Regions from separate parts of the Gossypium hirsutum genome. Here region 1 is linked to region 2. A link is a contact called in public Hi-C data. All regions are on one chromosome and are shown on one strand. Each heading gives the region's core, a stretch centred on a gene start, on an enhancer-like site or on the middle of the called end of the contact. The rest is flanking DNA. Distances are from core to core; before and after follow the strand shown.

Evidence for each region. A called contact is a pair of places that touch in the nucleus more often than the background predicts.
Region 1: a Hi-C map of leaf shows a contact between it and region 2, with 1.8 times the contacts expected there. The contact joins the promoter of LOC107888936 here to the promoter of LOC107888931 in region 2.

The regions. Positions count from the first base shown.
Region 1 is chrA09:56,799,635-56,802,462 of Gossypium_hirsutum_v2.1, reverse strand. It overlaps LOC107888936 (WD repeat-containing protein 43), which reads right to left and starts at 1,326. Exons shown (of 14, transcript XM_016813209.2): 1 at 1,214-1,326; 2 at 666-758; 3 at 387-530; 4 at 166-281. The coding sequence starts at 755.
Region 2 is chrA09:56,610,049-56,613,106 of Gossypium_hirsutum_v2.1, reverse strand. It overlaps LOC107888931 (pumilio homolog 24), which reads left to right and starts at 1,690. Exons shown (of 17, transcript XM_016813203.2): 1 at 1,690-2,081; 2 at 2,190-2,243; 3 at 3,056-3,058. The coding sequence starts at 1,812.

The DNA of each region.
Region 1 (2,828 bases), core at 77-2,576, 190 kb before region 2:
TTATTTGTAATGACTTTACTTTGTCCTGAGTTTCCACTTCCATTCTGATAATTGCATCCCACATATGTGTGCATTAAAATCAGTAACATCATTAACATAAATATATGCATTAGGTTTCAAAGGTAAATTAGGGGATTAAAAATGAATCCAACAAGAAGTGCGTACCCAGGATGGCAATCACTGACTTTCCACTTCAGCTGACCAGCAGACACATCGAGTGCTAAGACATCACCACTTCCTGTTCCCAATATGAGCAAAGAACTTCCAAGTTTCCTTTTCTTCTGCAAATTTAACAGTTTTTGGTCCAAAAGTTAGTTCATCATTGAAGAAAAGGCCCATCATCTTAATTCCGCAAAACCATTTTATTAACATACAAAATGACAAACCTTTTTGTCAAAAGACAACCACTTCATACATTTGTAATCAATTGAAAGATGCCCTCTTTCTGCCTTAGGATATATGTTTGTTGCCTCACTTGATATAATGTCTGCAAATTCAGTTTGAATTTGACCCTTCAAAGTGTCCCAAATCTAACAGAAGATATAAAAATATTTCTTTTAGAAAAACATGCATCCTTATACACATTGAACCATAAACTGCTGCAACCACTACTAGTTCTCAAAATCATCATCAATCAATTGCAAACTTGAAATGACTTTAGCTACCTTAATACGACCATCTCCAGAACTAATAGCAAAATAGTCCAAAGAAGGACTAAATGCTGTCAAGACATCTCTAATATTCAAGGATCCCATATCCTGAAAAAATCAAAAGGTGAACTACATTAGCATAAGCAATTAAGCAAAAATACAAGTTTCTAAATTCAAAGCTCAAAATAAAGAAAACCCAGAATCAAAAAGCTTTAGCTGAAGACGCAAACAAAGAGAAACATAAGGAAAGCCCAAACAAGAACTTAACCGAAAAAGCCAATTCATGAATTAAAATTAAGATTTTTTAACCCCCCCCAATGGTGCTTTTTCAAACTAAACTTTCAACAAGAGTTTCTCATAGTTAACGTAACTAAATAAGCTTAAAAAAGGGTAAACAAAAGAACCAAAGATAAACTGAGAGGAAAGATAGAAACAATGATTGTTTAAAAAATGATTGTTTAAAAGGAGGCTTTAAGTTATTTCGCAAAGAGTTTCATTTGTTGTTCTATTAAGCTTAAAACACCATAATTTTCAAAAAAAAAAACAGCAGAGATGAGACTTACAGGATAGCAGCTATGGAGAAACAATGGAGAAAGGCAAAGACAGAGGGAGCAACCGCCGGTAGCTGAAAAAGGTGGCGGCTTAGGGCGATTTTTGAGTTTTGATTTAAGATTGGGCTTTTGCTTCTCTTTTAAATAATTTGAAACCTCTTTGGATCACTAAGCCCAAATTGAGCTTTACCCAAGCAACAAGTTGGAGTAACAGTTTACTTTCTAAAAAAAATTAATGAAATATTAAAAATATTTATGTATTTATCTATACTATTATTTAATTATCAATTCATTTAAGAAAATTATTAAAATATATTTTTATATTTACGATAAGATATTTTAATTTTTTAATTTAAAATTATAAAAGATCTAGATATGATGGAATTTAAATTCGCACTAATTATATTAACAAAATATTTAATTTGTCACTCAATTAAAGTTTTATTTTATTTTTAATACATTTTAATTTTACACATAATTTAATATATTTTATTATTTTAATATCATATATATTTCAAATTTATTAATTAATTTTAATATATATTTTAATAGTTTAGATTTATATTTTTCATTTAAATTTAAATAAAAGTATTAATTTTATTATTAAAATTTTAATTCATGTCCCATGAAGTGATTCAAATTGAAATTCACTTTGTTAAAATTCGGTTCAAATCATTCAAGCCTATCAGCCGACGAATAATTGGCTTTAATAATAATCCAAAATTCACCAATTTTTTTTCGGATATAAATTATATTAGTAGTTATTTAATTATTAATAAATTATTTTTTTAGTTACATTATTATAAAAAGTTACAAAATAATGTTTAACTATTTAATTGTTTTTTTTATTACCAACCATTAAATTGATGATGTGCTAACTTTTAAATATGTCATAATAGTAGCTTTAACTTTTAACATTTATACATTGTGTCAATTTAGCCTTAATTCTAAAAAATTTAACCCTCAACATTTATATATTGTGTAATTTTTATTTTTTTTGTAGTTTTGTTTTTTTATAACCTTTTCACCTAAAAATCTAAAAAAACAATTTTATTAATTAAATTTGATAAAAAAATATAAAAAAATAGAAACACCCAAACATCTAATATACTATTTTTCATATTTTTGCATTTTTTATAATTAACCCTAAATTTTACGCACAAAAAAGCAAAACTATAAAAAAAAGACCAAATTACACAATTTGTAAATGTTAAGGGTTAATTTTTTCATAATCAAGACTAAATTGACACAATGTATAAATGTTGAGTATTAGAGTTGCTATTATATCAATTTTAAAAGCTAACAGTCATCTTATTATTAGTAATTTAACTGACAACCTAAGTGGAATTTAGTGATTAATTTTGAACCAAAGTTCATAAGTCATTTTGAGATTTATCCATATTTTTAAATATAGTTATAAAAAATAAAAACCTATGATAAAAATATTAAAATTTTGTACCAACTAGTACAGATTGGTACGTGCTAATATGCATTAGTACGATTAGTACCGAGCTGAATTTATAGTAGAACAGAAACTAAAATGTTTTGTTTCCATTTATGATTGAAGTGAGATGTTATGACCGGTACAAATGATATTGGTAAGAAATTGATTTCTTTTAATTCTCAA
Region 2 (3,058 bases), core at 441-2,940:
GTGGAGGAAAACTTTCAATTAGGAGGAGATATTTTTGAAGTTAATGAAGTTTTAAATTTAATTAAAAAAATTTAATCTCAAATAAGACAAAACCTCGAAAGGTGAGTAATCAAAACTTTATGTCAGAAAAAAAAATGAGATTCCATTGCTTGAATCAGACCTCCATACCAAGGTTGGGAGCAATAAAAAGACATCAACACGTATCAAGGCCCTTTCAACCATCAAGATAAGTAGAATCTTGATGTGGTGATTCTTTACACAACTCCTTGCCCTTATGGCAGTTAATGGAAACACCTAATACCTAAAGCAACATATGCAATAAAATCCCAAACAAATTTGGGTTTGAACGAAACATTTGGTGCGAGAATATTGTACTAGAATGTGATTATTGAAAATGTGGTTACCATAAATGTATTATTACAACGTTAGGTATGCATAGTAAAATATTAATTAAAATTTTGAGGAAGTTACATTGATACGTTCAGTTTTATTTACTTAGCGCTCTATAAGAAATTTAATATACATTTTGAATTTGCCCTAATAAAATAAAATATTAAGTTTATTGATTTTAACATTTTTAGTAATACTTATAATACTTATTTATAAAAGTTAGTTTATTAACGAGAAGGATTAATATTTGTAATATAAGCAGTGGAGTTTTTTAACTCCACAACCAGAGTTAATAGGATAAAAATTATCCTTAATTAGCATTTTAAAAAATATAAAAAAGACATATATTATCCTCTTAACTCTACTAGAGTTAAAAAATCCATTTGTGTATCAAATATTTGCTATAATGTAGTTATCATATATATATATATAATATAATAAGTTACACATCTTCATATTACTACAAGTGGTAATCTCTCTATTTTTATTTAATTTAAATAAATAAATGAATTAATCATTTTAAGTATTCAATTATAAGCTAATTTAGGTTTATTATTCAATTATAAATATTATTTGATTATATTATATATAATATTTAAAAAAAATTACATAAATATTTAATTAGATTATCATAAAATTTAGATAAATATTTAATATCTATATTAGTATCTATTTTAAATTCGATTTTAACATAAATTTTTTATTGTTTTAATTATTAATTTAATTTTAATATATTTTGATTGATACATATCACTAAACTCATGTATTATCGGATAAAAAACTAGTTTTTAAATAAAAATAAGTTATTATGTTTATCTTAAAATAAATATATGATTAAAATTAAAATATTTTATATGTATTTAAATTAGCATATAATTTAAAATTTAATAGAATATTATTTGAAATAAATTTAAAAATAAATAACTTTCATGACTTTGTGGTGAAAAAAATTCAACAAAAATAAAGAAAATTTAAAAAGAAAAAGGAAATTAAACAAATAAAAAATAAAATTTAGTAAATGTGGGAACCATTCTCAATTAAATTTAAAATCAACAAGCGTTTGGTATAATAATAAGATATATTGTATTCTTTAAAGAAAAATATAGTTCAAACTTTAAAAACAATTTTATTTAAAGGGATAACTACGAGCCTCAAATATAAAATATAAAATGTCTATGAGAAATATAAAAAATCAATTAAATTTAAAGGTAATAAATTTTCATGATACTGATTTCTTACGTCAAAAAAAAAATCTCCAATAGTAATGCATAAATTAATTTCCGTTTTAATTCAAGCAGGCCCAGTCTTTTTTGCTGCCCTCTAACCTAAACGCAAAACCCTCGGAAAAACAAAGGCTAAAACTAAAACCCCCTCTCTCTCATCCCCAAGGAGACACAGCTTAGAGCTAAAAAACAGTTTCAATGGCGGCCAAGAATCAACAAACGCAAAAACCCAATAAGAGAAAGCAATTTTCAAGCACCAAAACGGACAAAGATGGCTCGAAATCGAAGAAGCCGAAGCTGCTTTCTTCCACCCCTTCATCAACAAACCCTTCAAACAAGCTCCTCAAGAAACCTTTCAACTCATCCAAACCAAAACGAGAACACCCAACTCATTCCAAGTTTAAGAAATCGGAATTTGGGAATGATAATAAAGAACTCACAAAGCGAGAGCGTCGAATCCAAGCCAAGGTTATTTGATGTATATATATATGTATATTTTTTAATTAGATATTTTAGAAGTAAAGCCAATTTGTTTTTGTGTTATTTAATGTTTTTTGTTTTATTGGTTTTTGGTAGGAATTGGCTGAAGCTAGAAAGAAGAAGAGGAAGCCGCATTATACTCTTGAACAAGTCAGTTCTATGCCTTTAATTCTTTAATTTTAGGGTGTAACTAAGTCGAGCTCTGGATTATTATTTAGGGTGTAATCAAGCCGAGCTGAGTTTAAGCTGTAAGAAGCTTGAGTTGAAATAAGAGATGAGAGTCTCGAGCTCGTTTCAGTTTCATTTGTAAAGCATGAACACGAATTGAGAAAAAAACATTGAGTTTCTCAATCTTGCTTGTTTACTTGGTTAAAGTCAAGCTCAGCTCTCATGCTCGATGTCAAACTTGATTATTTGTATTTAAACTCAAGTTCAAATTTGAATTGAAGATTTTCTATGCTAATTAACTATGTTGCTCGGTCTCTTCAGTTTTCATGAAGTACCTGTATCCTACACACAGATATGGGGATATGGCCTTCAAGGATCCTTTAAATCCGTGGAAAAACTTAAATAAGCTACCCATATCTGCGTAGGTATTCAACACTCACATCCAAATCCAAGTAACATAGCTAATTAAAAGGAGGGAAATCTTATTAGTTGCACTATCAAGTATTAGAATACTCAAACTTGACAGGTCAAACTTCTTTCAGCTTGGGCTCACTCAACTCACCAACGACTGAACTGAATTAGATTTTTTTTTGTCTGAACCCTAATTGCTTAGGAACACAAGTCCCTGTTTACAACCATGGTGGAATTAAGAATTAAAGGGAAAAAATTTGAGGAGATTTGAGTTGATGTGTTTATCAGTTGATTAGAACTTATATTTTGGCTGACCATGTGAATATTTGGCAATTATCGAATTATGGTCTAATGCAAGTTTTGATGATTTTACATTGTGATAGGAG